Regions from separate parts of the Mus musculus genome. Here regions 1, 2, 3 and 4 are each linked to region 5. Evidence: chromatin contacts called from public HiCAR-type, HiChIP or PLAC-seq and promoter capture Hi-C data. All regions are on one chromosome and are shown on one strand. Each heading gives the region's core, a stretch centred on a gene start, on an enhancer-like site or on the middle of the called end of the contact. The rest is flanking DNA. Distances are from core to core; before and after follow the strand shown. Region 1 holds the start of Jph1 (junctophilin 1). Region 2 holds the start of Crispld1 (cysteine-rich secretory protein LCCL domain containing 1). Region 3 holds the start of Eya1 (EYA transcriptional coactivator and phosphatase 1). Region 4 holds the start of Msc (musculin). Region 5 holds the start of Sbspon (somatomedin B and thrombospondin, type 1 domain containing).

Region 1 (2,836 bases), core at 162-2,661, 1.2 Mb after region 5:
TACTCTTTAACCTTTTTAAATATTTAATGGAAACTCCGTCCATTTTTCCTAAAGCATTTTCTCAAGATCTCCAGGTCAGCAAAGATTACAGTTCTTCTGATTCAAAAGTACTTTAAGGAGCCAAGTGAAAGTTAGGGAGAAAATTAGGAATGCCGCTTGCTTTGGGCAGTTGCTCTGCTGCCTGTAACTAGGACTCTAGAAAATACACCCTCAATAAGGTCCAATTCCCCAACATCCTACTTATGGGGTTCTGGCTTCTATCTTTAGGCTAACTGGAGGGCCAGAAGCGAAATACGAGACTCTACGTGAAACCAAACCGCGCGGCGGTCAGCACCGACCGGCAGCCACACAGCTCAAGACGTCCCTCTAACTCCTCCGGAGTGGCGATTTCAAACCCGGCCTGGAGAGGGAGGGATCAGGAATGTAATGTGACAGGCTCAAGTGACAGTGTCCTCTCTCCTGCCCAGCCCTCCCGGGGCAGCGCGGCTCTGGGCCCCGGCCAGGTACCTGCACGCCTAACTCCCGGGGTATGGACAGCCTACCCGCCCGGGGAGCCGCAGACACTTGCGACCCAGCCGCGAGACCAAGTGGTCTCCCTCGAAATGGGGAGGAGGGCGAGAGGGAGGGTAGACTCCCCAGATGTTTTGGCGGGTTTCCGGACACGTGCGTCTCGCGTCCTCCCCACGTCCCCGAAGCCAGGGAAGAGCCCACCGCGTCAGCCCTCGGAGACTCCCGAGATGCCGCTCACCTCCATCCCCGTAGGTCTCCACGCCGTACCCGTCCTGCAGCCCGTTACTCCAGGTCCCCTCGTAGCGGGCGGGGGTGCACAAGCTCTGCCGGACCCCGTAGCGCCCCTTGAAACCATGTGACCACTCCCCCCGGTACATCCACTTGCCCTTCGTCTCCACCCCCAGCCCGTGCCGCTTGCCCTGCGCCCAGTAGCCCTGGTAGGTGTTGCCGCTGGGCCAGGTGTAGACTCCAACCACCTCGAAGCCGTGCGACCAGGAGCCAGAGTACTCGCCCTGGCCCTTGGGCCCCGTGCAGATGCCATGCCCGTGCGCCTTGCCCTCCTCCCAGCCGCCGCAGTAGGTGCCGCCATCGTCGAAGTCGAACCTTCCGCCCGTCATTCGGGGGGCAGCCCCGGCGCGCTCCTCGTGGGGGCACAAACGTGGGCAGAGCTGGGCACCGCAGGGTGTAGCTCCGGGGTAGGGGCCCGTCGGGCGAGCTCACGACTGCGCCCCGGGCAGCTCGCACCGCCGATCGGCTCCAGTCCGACGCCGCCCCCGTCTTCCCCTCCTCTTTCGCCGTCGCCACCGCCGCCTCTCTCCCTCCTCCTTCGCCGCCGCCCCGGCCAGCGCCGCGCGCGAGAGGACAGCCCAGTCTCCAGAGCGGACTTTCAGCTGCTCCCACCCGCCCACGTGAGCCGGGCACCGCCCCGCGCCCGCCCCTAGTCCCCTCCCTGGGCGCGGAGGCCCGGCCCCATGACACGCCCGCCCGCACGCCCGCCCGCCGGGCCCTGCCCCCAGCCCGCGGAGCCGAGCTTCTCCTCCGGCTGCTTGGCGCGCGAGCTCTGGGCACGTGTGTGTCTGCGGAGTGGGCTGTGACTGGGAGGGCCAGTGTACTCTGAGACGTGAGACGGTCAAGCCTGCGGATAAAGGTGCGGCTGCCTGTGCTGGGGACCTGCTCTTTGCTGCTGGAACCTCCAGCTTTTCAATTGTGTTTAGTCTTCTACAAGTGAGGCCACCTGTGTGATAGAGTGACAACTCTTGTGTAGGTGGGTGGTGGTGGTGGTGGTGGTGGTGGTGGTGGTGGTGGTGGTGGTGGTGGTGGTGGTGGTGGTGTGTGTCTGCATAGGGTTTGTAGTTGCATTTTTTCCCCCAGCATTCCAACTTGAGCTCTGTTGGATTTGTCATGCGCAGCTGTCATCATGAATTAATATGCTCCAAATATATGTCTGCATGTGATAAATCTGTGGCAGCCTAGATATAATTGTGCAGAATGTTCTTTTACACCTACCCATTTCAGGGCACATGTGTTTGCATTTCTTTTCATGAAGATTCCAAGAGAGGCAATGCAGTTTGAAAGAGCATGGGCATGAGTTGTTTGGGTTTTATTTGTAGAAGTGATGGGCTTTGTAGCTGGCATTGCAGGAACACAGGGCATTGTCTTTTACATTCCAGCCTGTTCCCTCATCTGTTCTCAGCTTTAGAAATGCTACATCCTGGAGCTGTGCACCCAAACAGGCTTAGTCTGTATGTATTGCTTGAGTGCCTGGAATGCACACCTGGGACCTCTCCACTGTCGCCCACTGTTTAGAAAAGAAAACACAGTTTTCAAGGAGAAATATGGTAAGTAAAGCACTCTGCTAATGTAACAAAGAAGCCATGAACTTCTAAACACAGGACAGGTGTCAGCTGATGCACTCTCCTGCAGCAGCACTCACTGCCTTGTTGAACTCACTTCAGATACCTCCTCTAAACTTTATCTCCATTTTCTCAATGGAAATACCCTCCCCTTTCTGTGTTGGGGAAAGACTTGGTGTATTTCGATGGTAGTACCCGTAAAGTCAAGAATTGCTAACAGGATAGTTGAATCACATACTACAGCCTCTTTTAGGAGTGGCATTGATCTCTCCTTGCCTTCACAGTGCCAGTGGAGGAAGTCTTTTCCCCAGGTCACAAGCCAGGGTCTCAGAAGGACTCTCAGATTGTGCATTCCTGCTGTTCCCCAGGCTGAGAGGACAAAACAGGTGAGCACTTGGGCCTCTCACTAGGTGGCTGATAATCAGATAAAAACCCTAAAGGACAACTGTCAAAAGGAGAGCAAGAGAAAAGGA
Region 2 (2,700 bases), core at 83-2,582, 1.8 Mb after region 5:
AGTTCCTCTTCAAATATTTCAAAAATATGCAATCACTTTTAACAGATTTAACTCAATTCTCTCTATGATTTTTCAATGACACATAAAGTGTTCCATGTAGACATGATCTCCATCTTTACTATACTATACTATTACTATATCACCTGTCCTTTATCAGAAACTGGACTGTTTTAGATGTAAAAGCCCTATTTCCTGAATGCTAGGGACACTAATTATGAATTAATATTCCCAAACTACAAATTTGCATCTATTCTGTGTGTACAACGCTAAAGAAAAACCTTGTGACTCTATACCTGAGAATGTTCAGTGTGGCTCTCTTTCTGATATGTCTGCTTCCCATTCTTTGCTATTCTAGGAAACAAAGATTCATGTCACCAGGGACTTTGGGGTCTGACTACAGAAGAGCAGCTGGATAATGGAAAGAGACAGGTAATGGTTGGAACAATCTGATTTGGTCTTTGAGACATTCCAGATATAGAGACAGAAATTTGAGGTGAGGACTCTCAAAGGAGCCGATGCAAAGGCAGGGGAATTAGATAATCCACTTCAAAACAAAGTGTGCTTGTACAAACTGCACCACACTCAGTAGGGCAATACTTTTTGAGTTTACAATTAGTAAATTCCTACTCTAGGATGCAAAACAGGTATCTGTCCTGGGACTGAATTTTGAGATTCTGACAGTCTATCAATGATATATTGTTTAAAGGACTCTTCTTATTTTCACAAATGCCAAATGCTGGTGATCCTTTTTCAGAAGCCAACACCGCATGTTTCCTGACATGTCTCAACTGTCAGGCAATATCCACTTCAATAGTCTTCTGAAAGTCTTTCTCCATCTGGTCCTCATTAAGCTTTAGTAGCCAAAGAAAGACTTCTTCCTTCTAGAAACTAGAGACCAATGGGGATCCATTAGAAAAAAATAAAAAAACCTGTTTCTCTTTTTATCCCACCCCCTAGATTTCCTTTTGTGTGTACAAGACTGGAAGTTCTTAGCGTACCTCCATGCCCACTTACCTCAAGTTCTGGGGCTAGCTCCTTTGCAACCAGACTGTAAGTAATTTCAGCATCCCATCAGAGAGAATCTTAGGGGGAGGGTGTTTGATCTGAGAGAGGTGGGAGAAGCTAGAGGCTCTCTTCCCCCAGGGTCCAGACCTTGCCGTCCTCCACTCACAAAGGCACAGTGCACGCCCACAAAAGATCCTGGCTTGCTGCAAGTCGACTCCCACAGGCCAGAACTGGGTGGAGGTGGAGGTGGGGGTGGTAAAGGAGGGCTCTGGCATCACGTGCCTGTGCAGGCACCTCAATAAATGCCGAGTGCTGAGGAGCGGCGGAAGCGCCTGGCGCCAGGGCTCTGCAAGCTGAAGCAGGAGGTCCCCGGGGAGTTTTTCCTTTGTCCCACCTCACCCTAGATCTCTGGAACACCGGGAGCCCAACTCTGAGAGCTGCTTTCAGGGGCACTTTGCTAACTTTGAAGCCCGTGCCCACTGCTCCTCCCAGGTTTGCTTTGAGTCGCAGAGCTAGGGGCTCGCGTCCCCAGGGGTCAGCCAGCTCCTCACTCTGACTCCCGTGGTGGCCTGGTCCTTGTCGCCTCTGTGAAGGGCAGAGTCAAGGCAAGGAGCAGCTGCAGAGACAAGCAGTTCTGCCAGGCTCCGCTCTCCGGGGAACATCACACTGGAGAGGTAAGGGCGATGCACAAGCTGCATCCAGAGTGGTCCAGCTGCCAGGTTTTCCTGGTTCCCTGTTTGGAAACATCATCTAGGAAAAACTGACTTGTAGAGAAAGGTCTGGCCAAGAAAGGGTAGATGGGTTGCAGGGCAGGAACTCTTCATTTCACCTTGTCCTGGGGACGCCCTCCCCGCAGGGTTCAAGTGAACCTTGGCCTCCTGTTGTATGTGAGGGACATACTCTGAAGTTCTCCAGGAGAGCGCTTGGTAGGGTTAAATTCACATGTTGGGCACAAATTTTGCCGGAATATGGGAATAAGATTGATTTTTCCATCTGCACATGGGTGAAAAAAAAAAAGTTGCTCCAGGGGCCTGAGCCATTCATTTGCAGTGAACCTCGGGGCCATCTCCAGGTACCAGCAATACAGGCATGAGTCGTGTATGAATAGCTATGAACCAGAGATGAAATGCTGGGATATTGTGCCTTTAAAAATAAAAATAAAACAAAGCAAATTAAATAGAAAACTTGAAAGTTTCTGCAGAATGTAAAAGCTTCCAGACAAAAATAAAACACTATATAAATAGTACTCATTGTAAGGTATGTCATTTAAAACCTTGTAATTCAGAAATTATTCTCAAGCCTTGAGCTTCCCCGGCTCCTTTTGCCCTCGACTTTTGGCTTAGTGGTTAGCTTGGAAAAATATTTTGTGTCAACAGCACATTGTAAAAGTTCTTTATGGAAAAATGGAGGTGATAGAAAACGTATTTTCAAAACCGGAGTGCTTATGTGTTGGGGTTTGCTATCATAAAATAATTTCATCTGAATCGTGTGACATGTCTTATAGCCACAAGGAGTGGAAGAGCCTGTCTTGGAGATTTTCCCCGGGGAAACCCAGAGGCCATTCATTATGATGTGTAAGGCACAGGAGTGGCTCAGAGTGACCGCACTGCTATTTGTGGCTAGAGCAGTTCCAGCTATGGTGGTTCCTAATGCCACTTTGCTGGAGAAACTTTTGGAAAAATACATGGATGAGGA
Region 3 (2,842 bases), core at 75-2,574, 1.6 Mb before region 5:
AGTGTAAGCCTATGAGTTGTTAGCAATTCAAATACTGATTTTGAAGGGCCGTGCTTTACACGAATATTCAAAAGTTTCAAAATCTGGAGTTTAGCTTCCAAGTGCATTCAAATCACAAAAAGGGCCAGAGAGGGACAAATACTTTAAGGGACCAAAGGCTTATTGTATCGAATACTGAAGATGAGCCTGCTTAGTAAAGTCTTTGATAAATTTGCTTTGGAACAAAAAGGTGTCCTTCTTGAAAACATAGTTATCAGCTCGTTGTTCATCTGCTGAGTTTTCCGTTGTAAACCTTTCCTCATTTATCAACCTAGCCGTAGAAAAAGTGATCTGTGTAATAAATACCACTAAGTATACCTTTCGTACCTATACATCTATGTATGGATATAACCCTGTTCAATACCACTCAATATTCTGGGGCTAGTGCAGCAATTAAGAAAAGATATGAAATAATTCCCCCGTCTGAGAATATTACCTAGTGTTCTACTTATCTATAAAAATCAGAACAAAAGTAGTTAATTTGCAATGATCCTTTAATGATCCTAATGGCTCCGATCATTTGGAGGGTAAAGATTACAATTTTACGACGGAACCCAGCGGCTTCTAAAGTCCCAGAAACAGTGTTATTGTTTTCCCCAAGCCACAGTGCTTTTTTTCTTTGAAAACAAACCAAAACCCTAATAAAGGCTCTCCAGTTATCTCGGGCTTTGCCCACCAGACAGTAAGTAGTACTTGGTCATTACAGTTTTTCAAACACCAGCTTGTACTTACAGCGCTCACATCTGCTGCCTCCACCGGTTTAGTGTGCTCCTTGGAGTTTTCTGTGTTAGCAGACCTCCATTCCTGACATAGTTTGGCTGCTGTGCAGGAACACGGGGACCCGGGAGCTCTCAGAGGCGCTGTGACGCGGCTGGCAGCGGAGCGCAGAGGCCGGGGATTGCCCGGCTCCCGGGGACTGCGCCCGGGCGCTGCTGCAGGCTCGGGCTGTGGAGCGACTGAGCGCGATCGCCTTCCCCAGGAAGGACCCCGCCACCGCGCACCGCCACAGGAAGGCTTCCAGTCGGAAGTGGCCCTGCACACTCGCTACCTCGCCGCAAGCTCGGAGCCATCAGCTCGCCGCGGTCTGTTTGGGAACGGCTTTGCGCCCCAGCGAACGGCAGCGGCAGATAGCATCTGAGACGCCTAGACAAAGAAACAGCAAAATCTCATCCCCCGATTTGTTTGCGCAGCCTTGTAGGTCTGCCCACGAAGCCTCGGGGCTTTTTGTTTTGTTTTGTTTTTGCAACGCAAACCACAGCTAGTCTCTTGTCCTAACCTTATTGGTTTAAATGCAACAATTGAGAGGAGCAGAGCTTGGTCTGACTCAACCTCGCTGCTTTAAAAAAAAATTTATTATGTAAATGACGCGCCCCATGATATCTGAATAAACAGCTGTGGGGGAAGAACTTGTGGGAACCTCTGTCAACACACACACATCCTCCCGCGCCAGTAGCTCCCAATTAAGATCTTTGGGGAGTAGTTGCATGTTATCTTTTACACTTTTTCAATACTTTTTTTAAAATTTTTTTTGAGGACCTGAAACTTAGGAGAACGGATACTTTTAACACTTTTTCCTAAAGTACCTACCTACTTACAGGTCTGGAGAAGATTTAAAAAAAAAAAGCTGTTTCTATGAAGTAGAGGGAGAATGGGCAAACGTGTTAGCTATTAGCAGCTTAACAATGAAAGCCTGGCGGAGGATTCTGCAAGGGTTGCTAGGAGGCCAAAGGCTTCAGTTCTTTGGCTAGGACCCAGATAATATTTCACCATTAACATTTTTAAATGGGTCTTGAGAAGAGATTCGTTTAGTCTGGAACTTGCTTTGCAACTTATCCTTTTAAAAACTCACAACCTTAATTCAGAATCTATGAGTTAGGCGTTCGTTCGGTGACACCTAGGAGCTGAGCTTCAGTTAACAAACTATGTTTTATCCAAGTCAAGGGTTTAGCCATTATGATAATTTGTAATCTTGAAAGAAGGCGTCTCCTTATATGGGTTAATATTTTGTCGGTCCTATATCACAGTTTAAATGCAAATGCAAACTAACACTCACTCTGAAATTAAGTCTGGATATGCATTTTAAGAAGGTATTTTTATCATCACCAATATTTCTATTCTATGTGCTCTTTTTATTAAAAAAAAAGTCTCCTTATTTTAATTTCTCACCTTGGTATGAACATGTTTTTACATCACAGTAACTTCACATCAACTAATAGAGGAGATAGATGGGTCCTACCTTAACTCTGCCAATTAGGAAACGAAAGCACCTTCAGATGATGCAAACAAAACCCAACTAAATGGTTCTAAGGACCAAAATTCCAAACAGGAGTTCTCCCTTCCCCTCCTAGAAAGGATGCCAGTCTAAATTCCTTGCAAAGGAGCACTTTGTCAAACCTAAGAGGCAGCTGGGACTTCAAACTCACCTAGGATTTCATCTTGTTCAGCACCAGCAAGGAACCATGAGCTAGGTATCTACCATATTTGGGAAGCCAGGTCAAAAAAACAGTTGATTGCTATTGGATCATATATGCAGCTGACATAGTTACGTTACCTCCTACAGCACTCTCTCAGACCAGAAGGATCAGTTATTCAACATACCAAAGTGCATGTGCAGAAAAAACAAAGTCTATTATGGAGTTTTCTGTTGCAGTCAGGTAAAATCTAATGCTACATTAGTTCTATTTACAATACCAAGCACCCAGACAGTAACTTCTTTTGCACTTAGATTTGTTACTAAATTACCCAAGACATAACATTTGACCTCTGGCTTAAACTTTACCTTCAGCTATTGCATTCATGCTTC
Region 4 (2,891 bases), core at 150-2,649, 1.1 Mb before region 5:
ATTCTGTGATTTAATGTCCCCCTCCCTCACACACACACACACACACACACACACACACACACACACACACACGCTGCATTCCTTTTTAAATAGGTTTGGATGAGATCTTTCCCAAGCTCATGGAGCTGGCAGGTTAGACAGGGACTTTCCGGACAGTCGCGTCCAGGAAAACTATGTTGCATTAGTGTTTTCTTTTGTTTAAACCACTCAAACGTTTATTTAAAAAAGTTAGGTTCTCCCAATCTCCCCCTTCCCCCTTTAAAGAAAGCAGCACTGGCGATTCAACCCTGCTAGGTTGTTGTCTGGAAAAAGTTGGGCAACTGAGTTTTTGTTTGTTTGGTTGGTTGGTTTGTTTTGTTTTTCCAACTTGGCCTAAAAACTTAGAAATACTCCCAAGTGGGAAGCCACACTTTATCCCAGAAGTAGGGTGTTAACAGATAGCAGTCGCCAGGCAAAGGACCAGGACATTTTCAGATGGCTGGATGATTTTCTCCCAGCAAATGGCTGGCTCCTCTTGCCTTGATTCGGAGGTCACTGAACCAGATTCCTTACCACTGGTTCCAGAAACCTCCCCTCTTGGCTCTTCGTCTGGGGCCGAGCCAGCCCTGGGCCCGGGTAGCGCTCTGGGCTGCTGTCCCCCGGCCTCGAGCGCAGCATCCCTACCAGGTTCACAGGGTGCACATAGCTGTCCTCGTAGCGGTCCTCCTGCAGCAGCTGGCGCAGGTGCGCGATGTAGCTGGAAGCCAGGCGCAGCGTGTCCAGTTTGGAAAGCTTGGTGTCGGGCGGCACCCAGGGCAGGCTGGTCTTCAGTCTGGAGAAGGCTTTGCTCAGCACGCGCATCCGGGCGCGTTCGCGGGCGTTGGCCGCATTCCGCTGCGACTGCTTGCACTCTGCGGCCGAGCCCTTAGGCGGGAGCGGCTTCTTCCCCGCACCGCCTGCGCGGCCACCTGCGCCGCCAGCGTCAGCCCCACGGAGCCGCTTCCTCTTGCATCCTCCCGCGGCTCCCAGGGAGCCGGGCTCCTCTTCACCGTCCTCCTCTTCCGCAGAAGAAATGTCGCTGGGCGAGCCGTAACCGCGCTCCATGCGGAGCAGGGGCGGCCTCTTGGAGGCCGGGGCCGGGTAGACCCTCTGCAGCCCCCTCATCTCCGAGTCTTCGGGGTCACTCACCGAGCCGGTGGACATCGCCTATTCCCCGGCGCCCACGCGCGCGCGCCTTTCTCCTCCCCGGCCAGTCTCGCTTTCTCTGGCTTCTTCTCTCTGACAGAGGATGGGGTGTGGGAGAGCCCAGGGGAGGACCAGAGACCAGGGCTTGCCTCCGCACTGAGGCTCCCCTGTGAGCTGGGCGCCTGGAGTGGGCGCGATCTGCTGCTGACCCTGTAGCCCAGGGCTCTGCTGAACTTGACTCCGGATCCAAAAGTACAGCCGCGAGCTGAGCCTTTTGACAGGACTATTTATCTGTACTCTTAGGGAAAAGCCACCCCCCTCCCCCTCGGCAAAGTAGAGGGGGCTTGAAAGGGGGACAAGAGGTGGGGCAGGGGCGTGGAAGGGGTGGGGATCGTTTTTTCCCCCCTGAACCCTGCGGTTAGCGGGGCGGGGGCAAGGAATGTTTGCGCGCAAAGCAAAGACTTAGGCCTCTACGCCCACGACTGACCCTCAGAGTATCTGTGCGAGGTAAGTGAGATTTGGGAACAAAAAGAAAAGACCTTGTTCCTACTCATTCCATTTTCACCTGCAGCTGGTCTTAGTGGGAACTGAAGAATCTGAGCATGCCCAGTGCGGCTTGTCTCCCAGTGTGTTCCTGGGGACCTGTCATTCAAGTTCATTACTCAAGATGTGTGTTTGCTTATCCAAGGCTTCATAGAACGAGTACAGAGAAAGAGCAAAAACTAAGGAGCAGCTCCAATGACCCATCTCTTGACCCCCATCCCCCCTCCGCCCCCGCTTTTATAGTTCACATGGCAGCGCTTTTTTTCTACTTTGTCTTGTTTCATCTTCAAGCAATTTCTGAAACTTACATGTTATGATGTCCATCTTGCAAAATCACTGGGAGAGCAAATAAGTGGGATCAGGAATCTGTGTGTTTGTAGCATTTCAGTAGCCACAAGCCTCCTAACCTACACATCAAGAGATGTTATTTTCCACTGTTGTAAGATTTCCTCCGCGTGATTAAGGTTTGGACTCAGACCCAACGCTTTGAGAGCAAGTTCTTGGATGCAGAATAGTATGTCAGCACAGTTGCCTTGCCAAAATTAAAGAGAAAGGAAAGGGGAAAAGCAAAGCAAAGAAAGACCAATAACAACCAAAACCCAAAGGACTACCAAGCAGCCCCTAGAATTGTGCTGCATTTCAAGTCACAACAAAACACCTTGCCTTCCCCAACCCCAGAGCAGACAAAACAAGGTGGAAGGCAGGCCAAGTGTGCTCAAGCTGAGGGGCTTTGTTAACAAACAGACAGGTGTCAGCCGGGACTCCCGCTGTGCTCCAGACGGAGGAATTGGTGCCCTTAAAGGGTTGGGGTTTGACTGCCTTGGCTGAGCAGAAGGAAGCTGAGTTTCTTTTCTGTTCCACTCTGTTGTCTTCTTGTACTTCTCCTCTCACAGGTTCCAGATGAGAGTGGGTCAAGCAGATACGCGGATGCAGAAGCTGCCTAGCAAATTCTAGTCTTTACAGCAGAACAAATAGCTGAGCCCTGAGCCTGAAGTATCATAGCAGGTGGCTGGCAGGGGTTGATTCGGCCCTTCAGGCTTCCCTCCACCTTGTCTCAAGGCGATACCTCCCACTTAGGGGTATTGTGTACAACCACCCCTACTTGCTACCGTTCCTGAAGTTTTCTTGTACCTTTTGTCTTTGGTTGGGGGTAGGGTAAGAGAGGTTCTCATCGTGAGACAATT
Region 5 (3,002 bases), core at 240-2,739:
ACTACAAACTAAGGGCTACAGGACTCTAGGATCAATGCATAGGCAAGCCCCTCAAGAATGAGTGCTTTGGAAGACCCAGGGACACGTAGCTGAGACACCCAGTTTCGGGTGTTGCCAGGGAAGGGGACACATGGCTCAGACTCACTGCATTTTCTGGTTCATTGACTTTTCCAGCTTCCTTTAGACTGAGGCAAGATGACTTGTCACGGGAATGGGGGGAGAACTTATCAAAAAGGGCATCCGCCAGTAAATCTTGGAGGTTTTTTGGCTGTGCCCTTCCACAGTATCATGGCTGGGTGACTGACCTGCCTGGGATTGACAGGCTCTTAGCAAAGAGGCAAGAGAGGCCTTGTTGCTACTGGGCCTCTCGTTCCTGGAGTGTGGCCCAGCCCTTGGGTCCTCTCCTCAGAAGTTGCCTAGGACTTGTGTGAGGACAAACCCTATCATATGGACAACTTTGGGACTGATCTGATTAGCAAGGAGCAAAGCTGCTTTGGTTTTCAGAGCTGACTTCTTGGTCACGGCTTGTTTTTCAGGACTGTGTTTCTCATTTCTTCCTTTACCTTTAAGTTCAATTAAACCTGCGTTGACAGAACCCTACCAAGGGGTACTGTGAGATGCTATGGGAATGTTAGATAAGAAAAGACCTCATTCTAAAGGGAAGGATCAAACACTACAGAGACTTGAGGAAAGAAAGTATCCTAAAGATAGTTCCAAGAGCACAGAAAACCTCCTCACAGGAAACAGCGGTGGTCCATGTTGGAGCCCACCACAGAACACCTCAGACCTCTAAGAAAGTGGAGGCCCCTCCCAGGGCAAGCTTGATACAAAGTGAGACAGTCTCATCTTCCTGGCCTTGTTAGTTTTCTCTATCCCCAAACTTTATGAGGTTGACAGAATGAGTGTGGTGACGGCTGGTCCAGGGACACACCCCTGACAACTGTCAGCACCATCCTTCCAGGCCCCAGGTGACTCTATGAAGCTAGAGTTCTTGAGTCACAGAACACATCCCAGAGGTGATCCCCACAGATGTTAGGGGGTGTGCTTCGGGGACATTAGATGAAGCCGACTGGGAAGCCTGGAATGGAGCGGGAGTTGGGGTGGGGGTGGGGTACTGGGATTGCGAAGGCTGATACTGGACTGGCCTGGAAGTGACCAGAAGATTCCTGGCTTCCTAGGGGTCCCTCCCGGCGCCCAGCCACCCACCTGGGCACGCCCTGTCGTAGTCGAAGCAGCAGTCCCCGGTGAGACGGCAGGCTTGGTCACAGAAGCATGTTCCATAGACCCTGTCCAGCCTCCAGCCGCGGGCGAAGCAGGCTGGGTCCCGGCCAGGACAGCAGCGGCCGGCCTCTGCACAGCCAGCCAGGGCCCCGGGCCACAGCCGCGCCAGAGCGCACAGCACCATCCACAGGGTCTTCATGGCCAGAGCTGCCGCGACACTTGCGAACGGACCCAGCTAGAGCCTCGGGCAAGAGCTCGGCTCCTCCGACAGCCGAAGCCCCCGCCCTCGGCCCTCCGCCCTTCCGCACCGCCCCTCGGCTGCCCTGGCTGTGCGCCCGCTCGGCGGGCTCTGGGCGGGTGGCACTGGGGCCCAGGTGGGACGCGCTTCTCCTCCTGGCCACCAGCCGACCCCCGACCACCCCAGGTGCTCTCACAGCCCGCTACCGGCCACTCTCCCCAGGATCCAAACTCTGCCTCCTTAGGTCTGGGGACGCGGTAGCCCGTGCCTGTTTGCACCCGGAAAGCCGCCAGAAAATGGATGGAGCCCCTGTGCACCCGGGCGACCCCCAAGCGCCCCAGCTCGCTCTAGAAAGCCCTCGGAGTCTTTTCCCAACTGTTTCTCCAACTCTCCTGGGCCCTGTCGGGCACAGAGAAGTATCTTTCTGCAGCATTTTATAGTGGCTTTTTTCTCACCCAGAAAAAAATGCTACTTTCCTTCACTTAAAGGACAAATTAATGAATACGAAGAAAATGATAAAGTAGAAACTGTACTCTGTTTTTTTGTTAAAGCCGATTTCCCAAAGAGAACCCCCACCAATAATGGTTTTTCGGTTTTTGTTTTTGTTTTTTTATAATAACTTTCACTCTAAGGTGTTCGTCTAATTTTGGAGGGTTTTATTCGCGTGCACATCTTTGTTTGTTGTCTTGTTCTTGCCACGTTGAGAATGGAAATTAGATCCTGACCGATGCAAGGTCATCCTACTAAGCGACACCCCACCGGCAACTTGTTTGTTTACTTGCTTGTTGAGATGAGGGACTTGCTACTTACTTCTGGCTGACCTGTAACTTGCCATGTAGACCAGGATGGGATGGTATCGAACTCACGAGAGCTACTGCCATCTGCCTCCCAAGTGCTGGAACGAAAGGCATAGGCCTTTACACCCAGCTTTATGCCCAAGTTTTTATATGTGTTTCTTTCTCTTCTCTAAATATATTAAGTTTTCTACACTTTATTCACTGAGATTAATTCTGGGAGTTTCACTTTTTCTTTATGACCTTAAATCATTTAATTAGCATGGTTTGTAGAAAGGAACACTTTCTATATCTGAAAACATAAGAAATCAAATTAAATTCAAAGTCTGGTTTCTTCCTTCTTCATGCAAGAGCTTCTCAAAGAGGAATTTCTGTCATTGGAGAGAAAGTAATATAAGTAGAAATTTTAAACTTTACTACAAGTGTGATAAAGCAACTTAGCAACCAAATATAAAAATTAAGCATGCTATGCAATGGACAAACCTACATTGTAAGGGTTGTATCTGATAAGTCCTGGTCTCAGATTGTATTGACCAATGTAGAATGTAATGCTATTTGATCATCCAAAGAAAATATACTCTAAAAAGAAAAAAAAAAGAAATTTTTCTTTGTGAGTTTATACAAGTAAGTTCTCAGCATTGAAAGGCTTTTTTTTTTGTTTGTTTTCCTTTCTGGCAACTATCTCTTCCTTTAGCTTTTAAAGAAATGATGTGTACTTCTTTGTGTTTTTTACTTCTTTGTGTTTTTAG

Evidence for each region. Promoter capture Hi-C pulls out the DNA fragments that hold promoters and counts their contacts. HiCAR-type assays count read pairs that join an accessible place to other places. HiChIP or PLAC-seq counts read pairs in DNA pulled down with a chosen protein or histone mark.
Region 1: a HiCAR-type map of astrocytes shows a contact between it and region 5, with 4 times the contacts expected there. The contact joins the promoter of Jph1 here to the promoter of Sbspon in region 5. A contact is called at or near these places in 6 of 39 promoter capture datasets (the 3T3-L1 cell line, liver, pre-B cells and 2 more) and 1 of 115 datasets of contacts at active chromatin or transcription factors (astrocytes).
Region 2: a promoter capture Hi-C map of cranial neural crest shows a contact between it and region 5. The contact joins the promoter of Crispld1 here to the promoter of Sbspon in region 5. A contact is called at or near these places in 2 of 39 promoter capture datasets (cranial neural crest and hippocampal neurons).
Region 3: a promoter capture Hi-C map of embryonic stem cells shows a contact between it and region 5, with 6 times the contacts expected there. The contact joins the promoter of Eya1 here to the promoter of Sbspon in region 5. A contact is called at or near these places in 3 of 39 promoter capture datasets (embryonic stem cells and stem cell-derived epiblast-like cells).
Region 4: an H3K4me3 HiChIP or PLAC-seq map of neural tube shows a contact between it and region 5, with 6 times the contacts expected there. The contact joins the promoter of Msc here to the promoter of Sbspon in region 5. A contact is called at or near these places in 8 of 39 promoter capture datasets (the 3T3-L1 cell line, the C10 cell line, cranial neural crest and 4 more), 2 of 484 Hi-C or Micro-C datasets (cerebral cortex and embryonic stem cells) and 3 of 115 datasets of contacts at active chromatin or transcription factors (embryonic stem cells and neural tube).

Annotation. Positions count from the first base shown.
Region 1 is chr1:17,096,478-17,099,313 of GRCm38.p6, forward strand. Jph1 (junctophilin 1) reads right to left here and starts at 1,412. Exons shown (of 5, transcript NM_020604.2): 1 at 749-1,412. The coding sequence starts at 1,127. It overlaps Gm46085 (a long non-coding RNA gene), which reads left to right and starts at 1,356. Exons shown (of 3, transcript XR_001778833.2): 1 at 1,356-1,774; 2 at 2,204-2,348; 3 at 2,648-2,836. Gm31982 (a long non-coding RNA gene) reads right to left here. Exons shown (of 4, transcript XR_865203.2): 4 at 2,096-2,308.
Region 2 is chr1:17,726,085-17,728,784 of GRCm38.p6, forward strand. It overlaps Crispld1 (cysteine-rich secretory protein LCCL domain containing 1), which reads left to right and starts at 1,333. Exons shown (of 15, transcript NM_031402.2): 1 at 1,333-1,679; 2 at 2,510-2,700. The coding sequence starts at 2,573. Gm16070 (predicted gene 16070) reads right to left here and starts at 1,562. Exons shown (of 7, transcript NR_130314.1): 1 at 1,015-1,562.
Region 3 is chr1:14,308,875-14,311,716 of GRCm38.p6, forward strand. Eya1 (EYA transcriptional coactivator and phosphatase 1) reads right to left here and starts at 1,325. Exons shown (of 18, transcript NM_001310459.1): 1 at 772-1,325.
Region 4 is chr1:14,754,567-14,757,457 of GRCm38.p6, forward strand. Msc (musculin) reads right to left here and starts at 1,400. Exons shown (of 2, transcript NM_010827.2): 1 at 664-1,400. The coding sequence starts at 1,182. It overlaps Gm9947 (a long non-coding RNA gene), which reads left to right and starts at 1,421. Exons shown (of 4, transcript XR_003947744.1): 1 at 1,421-1,671.
Region 5 is chr1:15,891,233-15,894,234 of GRCm38.p6, forward strand. Sbspon (somatomedin B and thrombospondin, type 1 domain containing) reads right to left here and starts at 1,490. Exons shown (of 5, transcript NM_001033288.3): 1 at 1,207-1,490. The coding sequence starts at 1,420.